Regions from separate parts of the Mus musculus genome. Here all the other regions are linked to region 1. A link is a contact called in public HiChIP or PLAC-seq and promoter capture Hi-C data. All regions are on one chromosome and are shown on one strand. Each heading gives the region's core, a stretch centred on a gene start, on an enhancer-like site or on the middle of the called end of the contact. The rest is flanking DNA. Distances are from core to core; before and after follow the strand shown. Region 1 holds the start of Haspin (histone H3 associated protein kinase). Region 2 holds the start of Mettl16 (methyltransferase like 16). Region 3 holds the start of Pafah1b1 (platelet-activating factor acetylhydrolase, isoform 1b, subunit 1). Region 4 overlaps Rap1gap2 (RAP1 GTPase activating protein 2). Region 5 overlaps Rap1gap2 (RAP1 GTPase activating protein 2). Region 6 overlaps Rap1gap2 (RAP1 GTPase activating protein 2). Region 7 overlaps Rap1gap2 (RAP1 GTPase activating protein 2).

The links. Promoter capture Hi-C pulls out the DNA fragments that hold promoters and counts their contacts. HiChIP or PLAC-seq counts read pairs in DNA pulled down with a chosen protein or histone mark.
Region 2: a promoter capture Hi-C map of hippocampal neurons shows a contact between it and region 1, with 13 times the contacts expected there. The contact joins the promoter of Mettl16 here to the promoter of Haspin in region 1. A contact is called at or near these places in 4 of 39 promoter capture datasets (cranial neural crest, embryonic stem cells, hippocampal neurons and 1 more), 2 of 115 datasets of contacts at active chromatin or transcription factors (both in embryonic stem cells) and 1 of 9 other capture datasets (embryonic stem cells).
Region 3: a contact with region 1 is called in a FOXA1 HiChIP or PLAC-seq map of pancreatic cancer cells. The contact joins the promoter of Pafah1b1 here to the promoter of Haspin in region 1. A contact is called at or near these places in 4 of 39 promoter capture datasets (cranial neural crest, embryonic stem cells, hippocampal neurons and 1 more), 8 of 115 datasets of contacts at active chromatin or transcription factors (bone marrow-derived macrophages, cardiomyocytes, embryonic stem cells and 4 more) and 2 of 9 other capture datasets (adipose tissue and embryonic stem cells).
Region 4: a contact with region 1 is called in a promoter capture Hi-C map of hippocampal neurons, with 17 times the contacts expected there. The contact joins the enhancer-like site here to the promoter of Haspin in region 1. A contact is called at or near these places in 14 of 39 promoter capture datasets (the 3T3-L1 cell line, 3T3-L1-derived adipocytes, the C10 cell line and 8 more), 1 of 15 datasets of contacts at CTCF or cohesin (embryonic stem cells), 5 of 484 Hi-C or Micro-C datasets (bone marrow-derived macrophages, cortical neurons, myocytes and 2 more), 7 of 115 datasets of contacts at active chromatin or transcription factors (embryonic stem cells, epiblast stem cells and large pre-B cells) and 2 of 9 other capture datasets (adipose tissue and embryonic stem cells).
Region 5: an H3K27ac HiChIP or PLAC-seq map of T-cell acute lymphoblastic leukemia shows a contact between it and region 1, with 15 times the contacts expected there. The contact joins the enhancer-like site here to the promoter of Haspin in region 1. A contact is called at or near these places in 2 of 39 promoter capture datasets (embryonic stem cells and hippocampal neurons), 3 of 15 datasets of contacts at CTCF or cohesin (the NIH/3T3 cell line, embryonic stem cells and stem cell-derived epiblast-like cells), 9 of 484 Hi-C or Micro-C datasets (the Ba/F3 cell line, adipose-derived mesenchymal stem cells, bone marrow-derived macrophages and 5 more), 13 of 115 datasets of contacts at active chromatin or transcription factors (T-cell acute lymphoblastic leukemia, embryonic forebrain, embryonic stem cells and 4 more) and 4 of 9 other capture datasets (adipose tissue, embryonic stem cells, liver and 1 more).
Region 6: a promoter capture Hi-C map of hippocampal neurons shows a contact between it and region 1, with 14 times the contacts expected there. The contact joins the enhancer-like site here to the promoter of Haspin in region 1. A contact is called at or near these places in 5 of 39 promoter capture datasets (the C10 cell line, cranial neural crest, hippocampal neurons and 2 more), 6 of 115 datasets of contacts at active chromatin or transcription factors (the NIH/3T3 cell line, a beta-TC-6 cell line, embryonic stem cells and 1 more) and 2 of 9 other capture datasets (adipose tissue and macrophages).
Region 7: a contact with region 1 is called in an H3K27ac HiChIP or PLAC-seq map of large pre-B cells, with 10 times the contacts expected there. The contact joins the enhancer-like site here to the promoter of Haspin in region 1. A contact is called at or near these places in 6 of 39 promoter capture datasets (the C10 cell line, cranial neural crest, hippocampal neurons and 3 more), 6 of 115 datasets of contacts at active chromatin or transcription factors (the NIH/3T3 cell line, a beta-TC-6 cell line, bone marrow-derived macrophages and 3 more) and 2 of 9 other capture datasets (adipose tissue and embryonic stem cells).

What each region holds. Positions count from the first base shown.
Region 1 is chr11:73,136,965-73,139,733 of GRCm38.p6, reverse strand. Haspin (histone H3 associated protein kinase) reads left to right here and starts at 1,440. Exons shown (of 1, transcript NM_010353.2): 1 at 1,440-2,769. The coding sequence starts at 1,473. It overlaps Itgae (integrin alpha E, epithelial-associated), which reads right to left. Exons shown (of 31, transcript NM_008399.3): 27 at 1,223-1,279; 28 at 872-967.
Region 2 is chr11:74,769,524-74,772,292 of GRCm38.p6, reverse strand. Mettl16 (methyltransferase like 16) reads right to left here and starts at 1,430. Exons shown (of 10, transcript NM_026197.3): 1 at 1,309-1,430.
Region 3 is chr11:74,722,984-74,725,752 of GRCm38.p6, reverse strand. Pafah1b1 (platelet-activating factor acetylhydrolase, isoform 1b, subunit 1) reads left to right here and starts at 1,369. Exons shown (of 11, transcript NM_013625.4): 1 at 1,369-1,754.
Region 4 is chr11:74,553,467-74,556,235 of GRCm38.p6, reverse strand. All of the region lies in intron 2 of Rap1gap2 (RAP1 GTPase activating protein 2), which reads left to right. Among named protein-coding and RNA genes, the nearest start is that of Rap1gap2, 35 kb to the left of the region's middle. Within about 2 kb of position 1,390, at least 92 of the 459 cell types and tissues checked have an H3K27ac peak or open chromatin away from gene starts, as enhancers often do. A contact at or near this core is called in cortical neurons, epiblast stem cells, hippocampal neurons and 2 more, where this site is marked.
Region 5 is chr11:74,530,456-74,533,224 of GRCm38.p6, reverse strand. The region is part of intron 2 of Rap1gap2 (RAP1 GTPase activating protein 2); the gene reads left to right. Among named protein-coding and RNA genes, the nearest start is that of Rap1gap2, 58 kb to the left of the region's middle. Within about 2 kb of position 1,449, at least 19 of the 459 cell types and tissues checked have an H3K27ac peak or open chromatin away from gene starts, as enhancers often do. A contact at or near this core is called in T-cell acute lymphoblastic leukemia, where this site is marked.
Region 6 is chr11:74,498,061-74,500,829 of GRCm38.p6, reverse strand. The region is part of intron 2 of Rap1gap2 (RAP1 GTPase activating protein 2); the gene reads left to right. Among named protein-coding and RNA genes, the nearest start is that of Rap1gap2, 91 kb to the left of the region's middle. Within about 2 kb of position 1,444, at least 25 of the 459 cell types and tissues checked have an H3K27ac peak or open chromatin away from gene starts, as enhancers often do.
Region 7 is chr11:74,478,504-74,481,272 of GRCm38.p6, reverse strand. All of the region lies in intron 3 of Rap1gap2 (RAP1 GTPase activating protein 2), which reads left to right. Among named protein-coding and RNA genes, the nearest start is that of Rap1gap2, 110 kb to the left of the region's middle. Within about 2 kb of position 1,377, at least 19 of the 459 cell types and tissues checked have an H3K27ac peak or open chromatin away from gene starts, as enhancers often do. A contact at or near this core is called in hippocampal neurons, where this site is marked.

The DNA.
Region 1 (2,769 bases), core at 191-2,690:
TTCCAGTGGTCCTGAGTTCAATTCCCAGCAACCACATGGTGGCTCACAACCATCTGTAATGGGATCCGATGCCTTCTTCTGGTGTGTCTGAAGATAGCTACAGCGTACTTCTTGTATACAATTTAGAAAAAATAAGTGTGCATGTATGTGCACATATGCATGGAGACCAAGAGAGGAAGTTAGATCCTCCAACAGCTGGAGTCCCAAGTAGTTGTGAGCTGCCCAACTTGAGTGCTAGGAGCCGAAGCAACATATCCTCTGTAAGAGCGCATGCTCTGAACTGCTGAGCCACCTCTCCAGCTCTTTTTTTTTTTTTTTTTTTTGGTTTTTTTCGAGACAGGGTTTCTCTGTAATAGCCCTGGCTATCCTGGAACTCACTTTGAAGACCAGGCTGGCCTTGAACTCAGAAATCCGCCTGCCTCTGCCTCCTGAGTGCTGGGATTAAAGGTGTGTGCCACCACGCCTGGCCCTCCAGCTCTTGAAGAACTATTTGTACTGGTTAGGGGGGAAGCCAAGACAAAGAGGGCATGTCCAAGGTTATGCAACAGGCCAGAGACGGTGACCTAAATTACAGCCACATCAATAGAGACAGAGAGAAGTGATTTCATATGTATTCTGAAGGTGGGATGGCAGGGTTTGCTGCTGGGATACACTTGGGGATGAAACAAAGAGGTAATCACAGGTCATTCCAACATGTCTTAGTATGGAAAAAGATTAAAATCCCTACTAAGTAACTTGCTAAGAGCTGTTTGAGACAGGCCAATCAAATGATCTATTTTGAACGGCACCTTTCAGATGCTATTATCCTTTCTTAGAGGATAGGTCCTCTAGGATTGGACGACCCAATCTGCAGTCTCTCAGTCTCAAGTACCTGCTTAGTGTGGCCCACGGAGATCTCTGCGGCCACGGTTACATTTTCTTTATTAGATGTGATAGCACAGACCACTGAATGCCATTCTTTTACATGCTGCAAAAGCAAAAGGTGAGTCTGCTTACTCCCTTTTCGTGTTTTAGGATTGAAAATCTGAATATCTAAGATAGGGCATCCAAGGTCCCAGAGCAGACATTTGAGCAAGTCCCCTTCGCCCAAGCCAAGTGTCAGTTATCCTGGCAAACAGGACCAGAGAGGCTGAAAGTCTCAGAAAGAACACTGCAGAAGCAGTCACCCTCTCAAGAGGCTCTCCACATCCCTCTCTCGGGCTCTTGAGACGACTTCGCTCACCTGCACAGGATCGCTTCCACACGCAGGCTCTTGACTCTGGGTGCACTCAGTGTGGTCCTGAAAAGAGAGCCTTTGCTGAGCCACCCTGAGCTCCAAGTCCCGCTAGGCATCTGCCCCCTGCCGGCTTCCGGGAGGTCAGGCAGGCTGCGCAGCCGAGGGCCGGCGCTAGGACCCAGCGGGCCGACGGGCGCTCGCGCGCTCGCCGCAGTCTCGCGGTGTTTCTGTTTGAAACGCCGGGCGGGCGCTCGCTATGGCACAGGCTCACCCGCGGTCGGGTACCCGGCTCTTTCGAACGTACGCGGCGAGGGGCGTCCGGGGGTCGCAGCGGCAGCCTGGCGGGCTGGCTGAGCAATGGTTCCAGCCGCCGAACCTGAAGCGCGCCTTCAGCAGCAGCCTCAGCGACAGTAACGAGTCGCCGGCTGTCGCTTCCGACGACCCGGACGACCCCGACTTCCCCGGCAGCCTCGTGGGCCAGCGGCGGAGGCGTCCTCGGGGCAGCGGCTCCCGGAACCAGCGGACCCTGACAAACACTCCAAGAGTCCAAAGGCTGCGACCTCGGCTCCCGCAGAAGTGCAGCACCCCGTGCAGCCGGCTGCGACCGCCACCTTTCCCCAACTGCAGCCCGGGCTGCCTCGGGTCGGACCACAGTGTGTGCATCCAGTCCAGGGACAGCAACGAGCTGGGCACCAGTGCCTCCCTCTTCAGCTCTCCGGCCTCGCCCGGAGCCCCCGACCCTTTGTATGCTGACTCTGCAGTCCCCGGGAGCTTCCACTTGCCGGCAGCCTCCCTAAGTGAACCGTCTGTGCCCTGCCCCCAGGTGGCAGCAACCGGTGACAGGTACACCGGGAGGGCCCTCCGAGCCGAAGCCAGCTTCAGGTCATCTCTCTTTAGCCTTGTGAACTCAGGGGCCACAGAAGAGAACAAGTTTGGGACAGATGGGGAGAATGTGAAGGAATCGTGTTGTGAAAGAAGACAGCAGATGGGAAACAGACTAACGGACCCTGATCTGACAAGCCCGGGAAAGAGAAAGGCCGCGTGTAAAAAGGTTGTGTCCCAAGGAGTCGACCAGAGAGACTATGAGGAGTCCAGTGCTTGCAAAGACCTTCGTGTACCAGGGGAAATCAGCAGGCCTAAGAGAACTGGGCCACTCCGGAAGAGGAAACAGCAAGAAGCAACGGGAACCCCTCCCCGCCACTACCACCAATCTAAGAAGAAAAGGAAAGCGTCAGTCTCCTTATGGAACTTGAATACTAGCCAGAGGGATTCTTGGACCAAAACCAGAGCCTCCTTCGGTTTCCACAAGAAGAAAATTATAACCAGTGTGATAGAGGTATGCAGTTCTGTTGCCAGTTCTTCCTCCAGGTCCCTCCTGTCTGAATGTTCGACCCCTCCTATCAAGAACAGAGCACACCTTACTGTTTCTTCTCGATGCTCTTCTGTGTATTTGCTAAGTCCCTTAAAGACCCTGCATGTCACAGACCAAAGGCCATCTTATGCTGAAAAGGTTTATGGGGAGTGTAATCAGGAAGGGCCCATCCCCTTTAGTG
Region 2 (2,769 bases), core at 181-2,680, 1.6 Mb before region 1:
ATTTTTCTTTTTTTTAAGCTTTTATTTATTTTTTGTATATGAGTACACTGTAGCTGTCTTCAGACACAGCAGAAGAGGGCATAAGACCCCATTACAGATGGTCATGAGCCACCATGTGGGTGCTGGGAATTGAACTCAGGACCTCAGGAAGAAGAGTCAGTGCTCTTAACCACTGAGCCATCTCTCCAGCCTCCCGCCCACCTTCTGTCTTTGAAATTTACTCACTTGGCATTCCCCACACATTTGCTTTAATTAAAAAAAAAACCTTCCCTACCAGTAAACTTCATGAGGGAACATATTTGTTCCCTGCTGTACCCCAATACTCAAAATAGGGCCTGTAAGGGGAGGCACTCAACTGTTGGTTGACTGGGAAGAATATGAAGTCACCAGGAGATCTAGCTCCGAGTGACAGAGCATGTGTCTAGCACGTGCAAGGCCTGGGCTCAGTCATCAACACCAAAGAAAATAAAGGAAATAACTATGAAATACTTTCCATCTGTGTGAGACACACACAGCATTCTCTTTCTGAATGGGCAGCCCAGTTGAGTCTCAACAATAACAAAAAAAGGCTCATCGGAGCGAGTCCAAAACCCAAAAGACCTCTAGGCCAGCCTTCTTTCCTCTTTAAAACTTCATGTTTCCTGGGTTTCTCTTGGCCTTTATCTCTTCACACATCATTTCTTCTAAAACTGAAGCTTATAGGATACTCTAAATTTGGCTTTTATGATGTCAAACTATGGAGGCAATAGAGACAGACCAGCGTTCAAGAGCACCAGCTGGTCTTCCAAAGGACCAGGGCTCGATTCCCAGCACCCGTATGGCTGCTCACCTAGTGCCATGACACAACCCTCTTCTGGCCTCTGCCTGCACTGTGCACGTGCTGCACAGACGTCCAGGCTGGCAAAACACCTACACCTACAAACTGTTTTGTGGGTTTGTTTTTTTTAAGTTTTTAGGAGGAACAGAAAACTCAACAGATGTCTCCCACCTAGACCCCAACACTTCCGTTTTCTCTTCACGCCCCCACCTCACAAACTTGACTTCTCCTCCGCCACTTCCCCGGCTCATCCACACCTTCTTCCCCTGGGTTTCAGCGCTCTCTAAGCATTGGCCTAGGCGAGGGACGAGGCCATCTCTCCTCCAGCTCCTCCCACCTACCGCCGGCCTTCGCGCACACCCGCCCGGGTCCCCGGCTTCTGACCCAGCGGTAAGCCCCCAAGGATCCGAGAACCGGAGGAGAAAAGCAGGTGAGCCGCTTCTTAGGCGATCCTTGTGCGCAACCGGATAAGAGATTTTTGAACCACGCACCTCGCAGGCCAATGGAGCAGGCGGACGGAGTGCGGACAGGCCCGCAATCACCAAGCCCACACCACTCACACAGCCAAGCTCCTGGAAACGCAGATGCTACGCTCCAAGCGCGCCGCCATCTTGCGCAGCCAATCCGCGCCGTGACTGGACAGACTACTCTCGCGAGACTTTTGACTTAGCCTAAAGAAAGAAGGAACTATCGCGATACTTGGAGACGGCGGTGAGTTTTCACCCAGGTTTGGGGGTGTGGTCGGCCGGGAGTCTTCTTAGGTTAGCGGATGGAGAAGACCTCACTAGTCCGCTGGCATGCAGCTATGTGATGGAGCCCGGCCAGGAACTTGGAACTACCCTCCTCCCCTGGCCTTTCTGGGTGCTGGGATTACAGGGATGGGCTACCCCACCAAGTTGTAAACGTTTGTTTTCCTTTGTTTTGAATGTAGCTTTCTTCAGCTCTCCCCAGCCTTACTAAATAGTACTAAATCTAGTCTTGGACAGGAAATAGGAAGGCTAGATGGGTTTGATGGCAATTAACACTTAAGTGCACAGCAAATCTGTGTGATGACACAGTAGTTACAGATAAACCTGTGAGATGGGTAAATAACTGGTACTTAGAAACTGTTTTGGGTGGGATAGGGGACGGGGAAATGGCTACCCTAACAAAAGACCCAGGTTCGAGTCCCAGCCCCAATATGGTGACTCGAAACCAGCTGTAACTCTAGTCCCTAAGTGCCCTCTGGAAGGCACACGTGCACGTGGTGCACAAACATGGAGGCAAACAGCCATACACATAAAGGTAAACCTCTTTTTAAATTCTATTTTTTTTTTTTAAAGAAACTGATTTGGCTAAAAAAAGCATTGAATCTGGACTCACGAAGCAAAAGGATAAAATCCTGGCGTGCGTTTGTTTGTTTGTTTGTTTGCTCGAGACAGGGTTTCTCTGTGTAGCCCTGGCTGTCCTGGCACTCACTTTGTAGACCAGGCTGGCCTTGAACTCAGAAATCTGAACTCAGAAATGCCTCTGCCTCCCCACCAATAGGCATTTCGTTGTCAGTTTTGTACGATGTTCTGTTCCAGATTGGCCAAAGGGTGTTTTCAGATTGTCTGTGTCAGTCACCTGGAATTCCTGGAACAGTAGGACTGATCAAGAAATACTTTTATAGAGCAATGCTAGGCCTCAAAGGACGGGAATGCCTCCTCTGTACTCACTGAGGGCAATTACCTGCATAGACGAAGCTATGTGCTGCAGAAGGAACAGTTGTCTTCAGGGAGCCCAGTTGCTTCCCTCCACCTTGCAGACCAAGCAGAACAGGACCAAGACCACACTGACCTTGGCTACTTTATTAGCTATGCTAATACCCCCCCAATTGCCCTACCCCCAATTTTTCCTTCATTTAACCCTAAGTATGGTGTTATAGGCCTGTAAATCCAAGCATTTGGGATATTGAAGCTGGAGTATGAGTT
Region 3 (2,769 bases), core at 120-2,619, 1.6 Mb before region 1:
GGGTTTCTCTATGTAGTTGTCTGTCCTGGAATTCACTGGGTAGAGAAGGCTCTTGAACTTGGAAAGATCCACCTGTCTCTGCCTCCAAAGTGCTGATATTAAAACACCATGTCCAGCTTTAAATCATTATTTTAAGATAGGGTCTTACTATATACACCATGCTGGCTTCAAACTCGTGGCAAGTCTCCTGCCTCCGTCTCCTCAGTGTTAGCATTACAGATGTGAGTCACCCTAGCTTGTTTATTACTATCATCATTGTTTTTTGTTTTTTATAAAAAGGATGCTCCTGAGGCTTGCAGAGAACTTCTGGGCTCTTGCTGGTCTCCTGCCTCCTGAGTAGCTTGGGCTACGTGCCATGTGCCACTTTGTTTGGCTACTGGGTTTATTTTATACTGATACTGAGGCCAAAAAGAGATATGATAATTTAGTCAAGGTCACATTCCCAGTGGTGACACCAGGATTCATACTGGAGACATTAACTCTGCAGCTTCCCAAGTGATTTTTACAGTATTTACCTTCATCGAGGGACGCAATAGAATCAGTTAAGCCTCAGTGCTGGAAAACACAAGTGGATAATGAAGTAATCTCATTCAATACTTAAATATCCTATATTGAATAATTCAGAGCCCCAAACCTTCCCTTTCAAAAATCAAGTGTCTCTTTGTGGAATAAATTGACATCAAATCCCCCCAGATTTGTCATCAATATACAATTCATAATATAATAAAACACAGACATGTCTTGTAGAGAATAAAGTTCCAGGTCTTTCTGTGGATTTCAGTTTCCAGAATCTCTGATGAATACATGTGACTAAGGAAAAGAATAGCTGAATCACATCTACAGGCGATTCCTTCCGATTAAAAATCTGTACCAGAAAGGAACACAAGGCAATCCATCTGCCTTTTAACCTCAACAGCTCTTCTGCCCAAGCCCACCAATTTACTTTGGTCCTTTTGGGTGGGTGGGTAGGTGGGGGATGGGGAATAATCCCACAGGCTAAGGCAGAAAGGAAGCATCCTGGCTTGGCTCCTGCTCTAGCCAGCAGGGGCCGAAATGCCAGTGCACCGGGTACCCGCGGTCCGCCGGGACAGCGCAGTGACCGCTGAGGCAGAGCAAGAGTCGTGATGGACGCCAGCCGTCAGGCAGTTTAGAGCAAAAGGGAAGCTTCCCAAGGGATCAGGGGGCAGAAGCGAGAAAAGCCGCGGACGGGACGCAAGCTCGCCGGTCGGCTCGGGTACAGCCGCCAGCTCACCCTGCGGAAGGGCGCGCGGCCCAGGCCCAGGCCCAGGCCCAGGCCCGGCCCGCGCATGCGCCGCGGGCCCTCCGCTCCCCTCCCTCTTCCTGGCGGGTCTGGGGCGGCGGCGGCGCGGTGACGTCAGGGCGTTGGGGCAGCTCCTGTGACAGACGGAGCTGGAGCGGCGGGGCGGCGGCGGAGTCCGGCGGCCGAGATAGCGAGTGAGGGAGCGAAGGAGCAGCGAGCCGAGAGTCCAGGGAGCGAGGAGGACCCGGAGGGGAGCGCTCAGGCGCGAGCGAGAGGACGAGCGAACGCTGGGCTAGGGCTCGAGCCCCGGAACGGCCGAGGAGCCCGCCCGCGGCCCTCCCCTCCCCCTCCCCGGGACCGGGCCCAGCGCGCCATCCTCCCCCTCCCTCCCTCCCTCCCTCCTTCCTCCCTTCCCTCTCCCTCCCCCTCCCCCGCTGGTGGATGGGAGTGAAGGACGGAAGAGGCCCTGCGGAGGCGGTGGTGCAGCGCTCCGGTAAGGCGGCGACGCTCTGCGCCCTCCCCTCTGTCTCTTCCATCGCGCTCGGGTGGCTGCGGGCCGGGCCGGCGGCCTGACGATGTGGCTGCGCCGGTCCCCTCCCTCCCATTCTCCCCTCCCCCTGCCGCCGCTGCCTCCTCCTTCTTCTTCTCCTCTCCTCGCTCTCAAAATGGCGGCCGCGACGGCCGTTGAGTGAGAGGCACCGAGGAGGGGGCCCTGGCCTGGGAGGGCGCTGCCCTGGCTCCGGTTCCTCCGACCCTGGCAGTGGGCTACTCAGGCTGCTGAGGGTTCAAGCCGTGGCCTCTCGGGCGGCATCGCCCTCCTGCCGCCGTGACTTAGCAAGAAAAGTATTCTTGGGTGGGAAGGGCGTGGATAGCAGGTCGCTCTCTGATCTTGGGGAAAGGGCTCAGCCCTCCTGGGCCGCGGAAGCGAACCCGCAGTCCCCACCCCTCCTTGGCTGGCGACTCGCCGCCGGGGCTCCAGCAGCTACCAGGCCTTCCAGGCGTCGGGTTCTCCGCTTGTCCTTAGGTTGAGGGTGGACCCGGGGAGGATGGCCCGCCGCTCAGGCCCTCGGCCCCCCGGTGCGGTGGTGGTCCAGCCTCTGCATTCAGTAAAGATCTGCAGCATCCACCCACCGAATCGGGCAGGATTTTCCTTTTTGCTACTGACTCCTCGCACGGGAGTTGTCTTTTGACGTTGCTAACACTGAGCTCCCAGGTTCTCGATCATTCCCTTCATCCCATCTCTCCACTCCATTAGGAAACGCTGTGACTATTTACCCTCTCTAGCCTCCCAGGTGAGAAAATGTTTTTTTGAGACGGTGGGCTGATTTCGTCTCCCAAGAGGAAAGAATTTCAGTCTTGAGATAGGAGAAAGCAAGGTGCCTGGCTTTATTTGTTATCCTGCCTGCTTTTTCCAGTGACTTAGCAAGAAACTCCTTGGGAGGAGCGCAGGAAATTTTCTGTTGAGGTTGGGTTTGGGTGTAATTCCTATCAGTATTTTTGGCTAAGAA
Region 4 (2,769 bases), core at 141-2,640, 1.4 Mb before region 1:
ATCCGCGCCTGGCAGGCCACAAAGCCACATAACTGACTTGCGGGGCCCTGCCCTTGGGGAGGAGGATGCTGACAGCAGCTGGCTTGGCCTGGGTGCTTGGCTGCCTTTAGATGCCTGTGGTAGACAGGAGCTGCGGCTGCAGGAGGAGTTTCACAGGCCTGTTAGTTACTGAGCTCAGGAGCTGGATTCAGGAGGTACAGCCCCACCTCCATTCTGCTATGACCAGTGTAGGTTGAATCAGTGGCTGGTTACTCTGCTGGCCAGGCAGATCAGTCCAGGGGCTGGGTTAAAAGGCAGCTCCTTGGGCCCCATCTGAGGGACTCCTCTTTATCACCCTTGGGTGGGGCTCAAGAAGCCTTGGTGTTTGTTACCACGGCAGGACGTGGTCCTTGAGGTGAGGTAGGCCACAGCTGCTTGGGATCTAGTTTGTTTAAAGGGCTTTCACCTTTGGGTCTGGGGAAGATGACTCAGGGGTTAAGAGCACCGGATACTCTGGCAAAGGACCAGGGTTCAATTCCCAGCATCTACATGGCAGTTTACAACCCTCTGTAACTCCAGTTCCAGGAGATCTAGTGTCCTTTCCTGGCCTCTCCAGGTTTCAGGTATGCATGTGGTACACAGACATACATGCAGGCAAACACTAATATACATAAAGTAAAAATACATTTTTTTTGTTTGTTTTTTTTTCTCTTTTGAGGGTTTCTCTCTGTAGCCCTGGCTGTCCTGGAACTCACCCTGTAAACCAGGCTGGCCTCGAACTCATAGTGCTCTGCATGCCTCTGCCTTCCAAGTGCTGGGATTAAAGGGTACACCTTGGCTAAAATAAGCAAATACATATATATATTTTAAGCTCTGTTCCCACAGTGCAGATCCAGTGGTCAGGTTCACATGCTCTGGGTGTACTTAGGGAAACCACACAACCTTCCTGTGCTCCAGTTTCCTTACCAGTGAATATTAATAGTGCTACACACGGTGCTGCTGTGAGCTTTGAGCGTGATAGCTCAGGAGAAGCGTGGAGCACGGTGTCTAATCATAGTGCTTCTGGTGGTGTACAATAGTCCTGGGCTGTGTGATCGCATACAGAACCGCACGACATGCCCACAGGACTGTAAACACCCCCACGGACCCACCAGAGCAAGCTGGATTGATGTGCGCATCCACTCACGTCTACCCGATGACGACAGAGGTCACTAGACAGACAGGAGGCGCTGGGGGTAGACGAGTGTGTGTGTGTCTGTGTGTGTGTGTGTGTGTGTGTGTGTGTGTGTGTGTGTACACAAAGCCCTGAGGACTGGGCCTTTCTCTTACATGCTGGTATTATTCCCAGAGTAGCAGCACCTGGGCTGAGCTCTAGGAGCCCAAGGTGCCCCTTGTTTCCATAGCAACCACTGTGTGGCAAACAGGAGAATGAGGGGGAGGGAAGATGGAAAGCCTGCGCTGCAGGCTTCCAGGGCCTTCCTGCCTTCTGAGCTGGCTTCCTTGTCTCCTCTAAACTCAGGACTTCCCCTTCCTTCTCTCCTCCCTCCCTCCCTGCCTTAGGTAGTGCTGTGCTAGGCATCTGGATACTTGAGGCCCAAAACGGATGGACCATTGCTAACAGTTCTGATGTGGATCTGGAACTTAAACCTGGCCTCGTGCATGCCAGGCAGGTGCTCCAGGGCTGAGCGACACCCTCAGCTGACAGCTATCATTTTAATCTAACATTCACCAACTCTTTTCATTTTAATATAATATATATAATAGAAAAAGTTTCCTCCCTCCCTTTCTCCTTCCCTCCCTTCCTTCCTTCTTCCCTCCCTCTCTGACTCCCTCTCTCTCTTCTCCCTTCTGACAGAGTCTCACCTAGCCCAGTCTGACCTTAAACTCATTATGTAGCTAAGAAAAACCTTGAACTTCTAACCCTCTTCTTGCCTCCACGTCCCAAATGCTGGGATTACAGGCTTACGCCACCATGCATGGTTTATGCAGAGTGGGTGTCCATGCTAGGAGCTACATTTCCAAAACATACCTTGTTAGCCCCTTAGGTGCATCGCTCAGTGGTATTAGGCGCTCGAGCCTTGCTGTGCATCAGTGTGCACTTTATTATCGTAAATGGATCTCTGCACCCACTCCATAATAGCTCTTCATTCCCTATCATCTTCTTTCCCATGGCCACTTACTATAGAGGCTTCCAGATCCATTGGTGTTGCAGCATATGTCAGAATTTATTTTGTGTGTGTATGTATGGTATGTTCCTGTGTGTATGGGGACCAGGGTAGTATAGACGTCTGTGTCTCTGTGTGTATGGGGCCAGGGTGGTATAGATGTATGTGTTCCCCTGTGTATGGAGGCCAGGGTAGTATAGATGAATATGTTCCTGTGTGTGTGGAGGCCAGGGGTAGTAAGAATGTATATGTTCCCATGTGTATGGAGACCAGGGGTTGATGTTTGGTGTCTTTCTCAGCTGCTCTCCACTCGACTACTCTCCAGCTCATTTATTCCTTTTGTTCCCCTTAGTTTTGAGACACTCTCTTATTGGCTTGCCACTTCTGCTAGATTGTTTAGTCAGCGAACCACAGGGACCTCTGTCTGTGGCTCCTCAGGACTGGGATTACAGGTGTGCACTCCAGTCACACACACACACACACACACACACATATCACATGGATGGGGATTGAACCCAAGTCCTCATGCTTGTTTGGCAAGCACTTTATAGACTGGGCCATCTCTTCAGTTTCATACGATTAGAAGTAATCTGTGGGTTTTGTGTATGTAATTGACCTTTCTGGG
Region 5 (2,769 bases), core at 200-2,699, 1.4 Mb before region 1:
CAGCTGGTTAGCACCTGCCTGGACAAGAAGCAGATTTGGCCTGCCACTTGTGACTGAGAAACAAATTAGTTCCCCCATTTCCTTCCTTCCCCTTGTGCTGGGGATAGAACCCAGGGCCTCCAGCATTCTAAGTAACACTCTTAACAATGTTGAGTCAGACCCTTAGTGTTCTATTTTGCTAAAAAAATATTTTAAAGAAGATATGTTCCTACTTTCTAGAATCTAGAAGAAGCATGCTATTTCTGAGCTAGCTTCGTAGCTTGCCCCTGAAATTCCAACTGGTGGGAAAGACGGGCAAGAAGAGTTTATATTCAAGCCAGTCAGGGCTGCATAGCAAAAACAACAGAAAGGGATTGACGTCAGGTGCCTGTGATCCCAGCTCTTTGGAAGTGGAGTTAGCAGGATCAGGAGTTCAAGGCCAGCTTCAGCTATGTAGCCAGTTGAGAACAGTCTGGGATGTGTGAGTCTCTCAAAAGATGAGACAGGAAGCAAAAAACCCTCCATTTCATTCACTGGATGTTTCTTTTTGTCCCCACTTGTGGACTGGCTGCTTGGCTGTACCCTTCACGGGACCTCCGCCTTGGGGGTTCAGTGTGAGGCTCAGGCTGTCTCAGGTCCTGATTCTTTATGAAAAGCAGAGGTTTTGCTTCCTCAGCATTGAGGAACTGTGCTCTCATAATGGATGTGAGGTCACATGAAGGCCACTGCTGGCCTTGCCTGGGCACTGTCTTTAGAATATTCTCCTGATGAAATGTTGGACGGAGAGTGTGAGCAGACTATCATCACCAGCCCAGCTCCTCTCAACCCTGACACGGATTTAATGTGTTCATAAGGGGAGTCTCAGGAGACCTTAGACCTTTTGTTATCTTTGTGCCTGGACTCATCCTTTGTGACCCCATGTGCCTGGAGAGAAAAATGTTTTAGTTGTTTGTTTATTTTTATTTGAGACAGGGTCTCACTATGTAGATCACGGTAGCCTTGAATTCACAAAGATCAGTTTGCCTCTGCTTTCTAAGTACCAGTGAGTGCCGCTATACCTCGCTCTGGAGGGAAGATTTAAATGGTCTTCATGTCTTTCTCTGTCTCTGTCTGTGTGACTGTCTGTCTTTGTCTCTGTCTCTCTGTAGAGCTTCTACCAAACAAAATGGACGACAGACAGTAGGAAGCAGAGCTTTCAAGTCTTACTGGCCCCTAGGCACTGTGGTCACATAGGCAGAAAGATACAAAGGACAAGATGCAAAGGGGGTGGCAGCTGCTGGTTTGTGTGTATGCTGGAGTACTCGGTGATCTTTCTGGGTAGATAAGATGACAGATACCTGTGGCCTAGGCCAGGTGTCAGGTCCCCCCTCCCCCACATCCATTTTCTTCTTGCTTGGGAGGCCCATCCCTAAGCAGAAAGGCACATCAAGAGAAGCCTCTGCCTGTATCTGCAGTTTACCAATGTAGCCGGCTGTTAACTCATGAATGGATTACCCCTCCCCCTACTCCTTTTCCAAAAGGGAAACCTGAGAGCCACTTTTCTGTCAGCAGTGGTTTATTGTTTCTTGGAGATACTCTTGAATTAGCCCCCCACCCCAGATCTGTTTTGGAGGGGGTATTTTAATTTTTTTGTATAGTCCTTGAACCTATCTGGTGATAGCGTGAAGTGGGTATTGCAGAGAATGGACGGGCGCTAAGAGCGTGGGGGCTTCCAAGTCAAAGGAAAGCAGCCAGCACGCACAGATTCTGAGGGCTCCTGACGTGGAGAGGGTCAGTGAAGAAACAACTAGAAGCAGCTAACCCCCAAGGGAAAGAAAAGTGTTGCTAACAAAAAAGAGAGCTTTGGTTACAGCAGGGGTGACGCAGGTTAGACAGCTGGAGGAACCTGAAGGGCCTGGGAAAACAGGCTTGCGAGAAAACTTAGTGCAAGGTGCAGCTGCTCAGAGCCGGTCTCCATTCAGCCCACACTGGCAAAGCACCAAAGATGAGCTTTGTGTTGGTCTTTTAGGCTAAAAGGATTTAATGTCAGGGTGTGAAGGATCTATCAACACATCAGTGAGTCGGAGTCCGAAGTCCGTGGGGGAGGAAACTTGTGCTTTAGCAGAAGGGCTTTGATTCCACCCACGAATATGGGACAATTCCTCCAGGAAAGGCACACCCAGCCCCAACCTTCTTGGGGACCAGTTGGAGAAAAAGAGTAGTTCAGACACTGGGAAATAACTAGAATCCAGCAGGAACTGGGTGGATGTAGTACCAGCCTGTGGATTTGCTGGCAGAACCTGTGTCTGGCTATAAGGTTTAATCAAAGGTGGCTAGTGGACCCGCTGTGATCGATCCTGGCTTGTACCGTCTGCCCTGCGCCTGTTTCTGCGTGTCCTCTGTGTGCTCCGACTTAGGAGACATGGATCGCCACATGCCAGCCTTCCCTAAAGTTTTTGAAGGTTGCAAAGACCTGTCCCAGGCAGGAGGACAAAAGGGAGGCAGAGAGGTATTACGGGGTGGGGCGGGGATGAGGGTGCCTGCCTTGGGTTGCGCATGAGCAGTAGAGACAAGTACGTTGCTCACCTATGCAGCAGGAACTCGGGAATTACAGGCAAGAGGCCTCCGAGTGCATTCTCATCTAACTCTTTGATATTTATTCATTCTTAACGGGGTGCGTGCTGGGCAAGCCCTGTGCCTCTAGCCACAGCCATGTTTGATTTGAAAAACTCATGTATAGTCTTTACATAAAAGTTGGCAATCAAAGGAAGCTACAAAGGAAACAATGGAAGTCATAGTTCCTGAGATAAC
Region 6 (2,769 bases), core at 195-2,694, 1.4 Mb before region 1:
GAGTGTAATGCAGTCCGTGTCTTGCTTTGGGCTGGGGGAACACAGAGCAGGGGAGCATGCAGCGAGAACACAGGGCTCAGGGACTGTATGGTCCTTCCGTTCGTTCCTCCTCCCCTTCCTTTCATCCAGCATGCACAGGTGGTTCAGTTTCTTTAGCTAGCATTCAGCTTCTCCCGAGCCAGAGCCGACTCCTTCCTAGATGAGAGGAAACTTCATGCTTCATCCTGAGCAGCCTCACAGAACTGTGTTTGACATGGAAGGTGACCGTAGTAAACACATAAACACAGCCACTGAAGATTGTTATGGCTTGGCCCTCCATAGTCCCAGGGACCACATTCCTGAGTTCAATCAACCATAGATTCAAAATATTTGACATACACACACACACACACACACACACACACTCCCACAATAAGTACCCCCATACATATCCCCACACATACACCCATACCACCCATACCACACTTACCACACACACACACACACACACACTTTCACTGAATATGTGTAGACCTTTCTTCCCACTATTCCTTAAACAACATAACAACTCCATACATTTTTCCTGGGTTAGGCATTATAGGTAGAGACATCTTAAAGTGTATGGGAAGGGGCTAGGAAGATGGCTCAGTGGTAAAGAAGATTGGTTGTTCCTCTAGAGGAGATGGGGTTGATTCCTGGTACTCATTTGAAAGATCATAACTGTCTATAACACTAATTTCAGGGGATTGAATGCCCTCTTGTGCACTGTCCCCCGCCCCCCTGCCCCTAGCATCATGCATACACGTGGTTCTTAGACACACATAAAGGCAAAACACCCACACACATAAAAAAACAAAGTGGAGGAGAGGCTGTGTGTAGGATCTATGCAAACAAGCAGATAGTGTTTTGAGGGCCTGTAGCATAGGCATGCACCCTGGAAGCAAGACAGAGATGTGCGGCAGGCAGTTCCTGCTCTGAGTGCCCATAGCCTGCTATGTAAATAGGCCCATCGCTGGCAGGATCTGCCTGGAAGGCTTCTTCAAGCTTCCCCTCGGGCGGGCACAGATCAGGAGCTCTTCTTTCCACAAATAGTCTCCAGATGTTGAGAGGGACCAGGTGACTTGTGGGGCTGAACCAGTGTCTGGGAGCATGCCAGAGGCCAGCAGGGCCTCGGCCATGACCCTCTCAGAGTCCTGTAGCTGTGATTGGCTCCTCTAGTGGGGAGAGGCTCAGTGGTTCTCTCCTGTGCTTGTACCAGTTCCGTGATGAGGGGGATTAAGCTGTGTCTGCTTGCTTGGATAACTTTTTGGCTGGCTTAGGAGTGGCCTCTTCCTGCCATCATTTGGTCTTGCAAACTGGGGCACAGAGTGAATCTGGGAGGGGGAGATGGCGACCCTGGGCAGGGATCCTTCATTCTCAGTGGCTCCAGCTGCTGCTGAGACTGGCTTTAGTACCCCCGAGGGAGAAGAGCTCTGCCTCCAGGGCAGACCCTTCAGCGATACTGAAGTTGATGTATCATCTTGTCACTTAAGTGACCGGGGCAGCTAGAAATGATTCAGCAGAAAGGCCCAAGATGCCAGTCTTTTCTCAGCCCTGATTCCCTGTGGCAGGTGCTGGGTCTGCTCTCTGGGGCCTGACACTGTAGTTTGACATGTCACTTCAGAAAGACAGAAAGCAGATGTGGCAGGGCTTCTACCCCCACCTAGGCCACTTCATTAGATGCCCCTGGATTCTCTGAAAACATTTCCCTTAGGGTTCTGTATTAATATTTACAACAGAAATGTGAAGATCAAGGGGCTGGCAAGAGGGAGGGCTCAGTAGGTAAAGATGTTCGCTGTCAAATCTGAGGACCCGAGTCTGTGTCCAGGTACCCACAGGATGGTTGGGGACCCACAGGATGATTGGGGACCCACAGGATGGTTGGGGACCCACAGGATGAAATGAGAGCTGACTCTCACACAATGCCCTTTTACTCCCACATGTACCCCCTCCTCTACAGTAAATACATGTAAACAAACAATTAAAAGAAAACATAAATATCAGAAATAGAATTATAGCAATCAAGGCCTTACCCTAAGAGGTTACTACAGTGGTTTTCAACCTTCCTAGTGCTGTGACCCTTTAATGCTGTTCCACATGTTGTAGTGAACCCCAACCATAAAACTACTTTTTATTCTTACTTCCTAACTGTAATCTTGCTACTGTAATGAAGTGTAATATAAATATCTGATATGCAGGATATCTGATTTGCAACTCTGGTGCAAGGGTCAGTTAACTCTCAAAGGGGTTGTGATCCACAGGTTGAGAACCGCTGCTCTGCTACACACTTACATTCTCTGCTCTTGTGGTTTTGAGACAAATATGCACGTATGTATGAATTACATACACATATCCCAGGTTAAACTCAAACTCATAATATTCCAGATATTAATTGCATGTTCTTATACTTGAACTGTGTCCAGATATTGTCTCCTAAGTGAAGTGCAGGGGTTACAGGCTTGAAGAGACTTTTGGTAGTTGGTTAACCAGTAAGGGGGGGGGATAACATTCTCAGGCTGTCGAGTTGGCTCAAGTGGTTAAGAGCACTGCTGCTCTTATAGAGGATCCACGTTTGATTCTCAGCACCCACATGGCAGGTCACAACCATCTGTATCTTTTGACTTCCACAGGCACCAGGAAGCCACCTTGTGCTCATACATCCATGCAGGCAAAACACTCATATGCATAATAATAATGTAATTAAAAATAAATATTCTTGTAAAACAAGAAAATGGATGTGGTGCACATGTC
Region 7 (2,769 bases), core at 128-2,627, 1.3 Mb before region 1:
TTGTGTGTGCAATGTTTGTGGAGGGCAGAAGAGGGTTCCCTACTCACTTGGAACTGGAATTATAGATGGTTGTAAGTAGCCATGTAGGTATTGGGAATTGAACTCAGGTCCTTTGGAAGGGCAGTCAGTGCTCTAAACCACTGAGCCGTCTCTCCAGCTTGCCCCCCCCCCATCTCTCCTCATATCCCTGTTTTTGTTTCTGTTTCCAGGGTGATATCAGACAATCGTATTTTTATTTTGAATATTTTATGCTTTGATAATTTCATATGCACACACAGAGACACACAGACACACACACATACACACACAGACACACACACACACACACACACACGATATTTGATAATCACACTTCATTACCCTTTCTTGTCCTCACCCTTGCATGCCTACTGAGCCTCTTTTCTTTACAAGTCCCTTGATATTTCTATACAAATTCCATGATATTTTTTTGAGACGAGGTCTCTCACTGGCTGAGAGCTTGCCAAGTAAGCCAGGTTGGCTGGCCAGCAAGCCCCAAAGCCCCAGGGTATCATATCTATCCAGTAGTCTGTCTTTGTCTCTCCAGAGTTAAGGTTAATAGTACTGAACCTGGCTTTAAATTTGTTTATTTAATTGTGTGTGTGTATTTGTGAGTGAGTATGTGTGCACGTGTGTGCGTGAGTGTGTATGTATGTGCATGTACCACATCTCAAGTTTGGAGGTCAGAGAGCATCTTGTAGGAGTTGATTCTTTCATTCCATCCTATGTGTCTCAGGTATGGAGTTCAAGTCATTAGGTCTGGCAGCAAGTGCCTTTACCTGCTGAACCATATTTGTTGGCCCCATGCCTGGCATTTTAATGTGTTCTGGGGATTGAATTCAAGTCTTTATACTTACCTGGCAAGTATTTTACTGTCAGAACCATCTCTTCAGCCCCTTGAATATTTTTTTTCCTGCCACCTGAGCAGGTACCTGGCAAGAGAAGGGCTCATCTGTTCCCTTGGTAGTGTGACCCCGGTGCAGAATGCTCCTTTGGATCCGGGATTGACGATCCATTTCCTTTATAGACAGATATAGTCCAGTCCTCCTTTCCCTCTGTGCAGCTTGTTTTCCTAGGGGATTGCCTACCCCCAATATGAAGCTGAGAAAAAGCTGAGCAGATGGGCTGAAACGGGAGCCCAGTTCCCAGGCTGAGGATGGGCAGGGTAGGATGGGAGTGGGGTTGGGGGCTGGCTGCCTGGATGTGCACTGGATTGCTGCCAGGGTTTTAGTCTTCATGAGTTTGCTTTTCATGTTCACAAGAACCAGTAGGCATTTAGCAGACTCTACAGTGTACTTGACTGGCTTTGTGTGGGTTCCCCTGAGAACACCCAGAAGCACTGGTCCTTGACCCTCAAAGAGCCTCTACAGGGGACCTTAACTTAGCAGAGGAAGCCAGATGGTTCAGCATGTGACAAGCTCACAGATTAAAAGTGGCTTCTTAGTGGGGAGGAGGGAGGTGGTGGAGAAGAAGAGGGAGTCAGAAGAGGCCATAGGAAGCAAGGTTAGGAAGCAAGGTTGGGCTGCCCGCTGGGGCTGTAGAGCAGACCTCTCTGTACTGAGGAGGGGAAGGAATTAGGGCCAATGGCCATCAGATTCTCTTCTGTCAAGGCATCTCCTAGACACTGATTTCTCTAGGGCATGGGATGGCTATGACCCGAAATGGCAGAGTTGTTCTTGGAGTCCCGAATAGGCTGGTAGCTGGCCTGTGACCCTCGTTTAGTTTCTAAAGACCTCATGAAACCCTGGGGCACTCTGAGTCATATGGTCTCCTTTGGAGAAGGTAGTGGAGGCTAGGGTTCTCCTGAGAAAGGTGCAGACTGTCTATTCCTATGTTGGTCCTTCAGGGCTTTGTCCCCCAGGGCCACTGATCCCTCCTCCCACTTAACCACAGTCATAGGCGAGGCAGCTGAACAACCTTCGTATGCAAGACGGAAGCAGACATCTGATGAGCGTTGCTGCATCCCTCTGGGTTGAGGCTCAGCTCACCTTTTCCCCCTAGGATTACTGCTTGCCCATGTACTACCTCCCTCCTTAACCTGTCACACGGACCCATGGCCAGTCCATCTCTTTACTTTCTTCCTGATGCCAGCCCCACCCCTCTACCTCCCCTTATTACTGAGCAATACTCTGTCACATGAAGACATCACAGTTGGTTTGCTTGTGTTCCAGTTGAGGTACAACTGAGTTTTTTTGTTTTTTGGTTTTTTGGTTTTTTTTTTTTTTTTTTTTTTTTTGGTTTGGGCTGTACTCATAGCCAAAAGCTATGACTGCTGTCGTATTATCTGTTTGGACTTGTATCTTCCCTTCTCTTGGATTATCAAGGAATAGAATCACTACATTAAAGAGTAGTGAGCTTTTTGTTGTTTCTTTTTAGGAGACCTGAGTCTCATTCTATAAACTAGTCTGGTCTTAACCTTGCAAGTATCTTTCTCCCTTAGTCTCTTGAGTGCTGAAGTTACAGGCATGTGCCATCATGCTCGGCATGGTAAAAATCTTTATTTTGTTATTATTTTTTCTTGCAGTGCATGTGCATGCTAGGCAAGTGTATCTCTGAGCTACATCCTCCACCCTAAATCTTAAACGTCATTTGAGACCATTTTGCATGGCACCAGCAATGCCATTAGGTCCTGGCTGCTCTGTCTTTTTACTGACATTGACCACTGTCAATTTTTAGTGTTTTAGTAATATACACCTCAGTGGGTGTATGCTTGGCAGCTCACTGTGTTTAATTTGCCTTTTTTTCTAATGA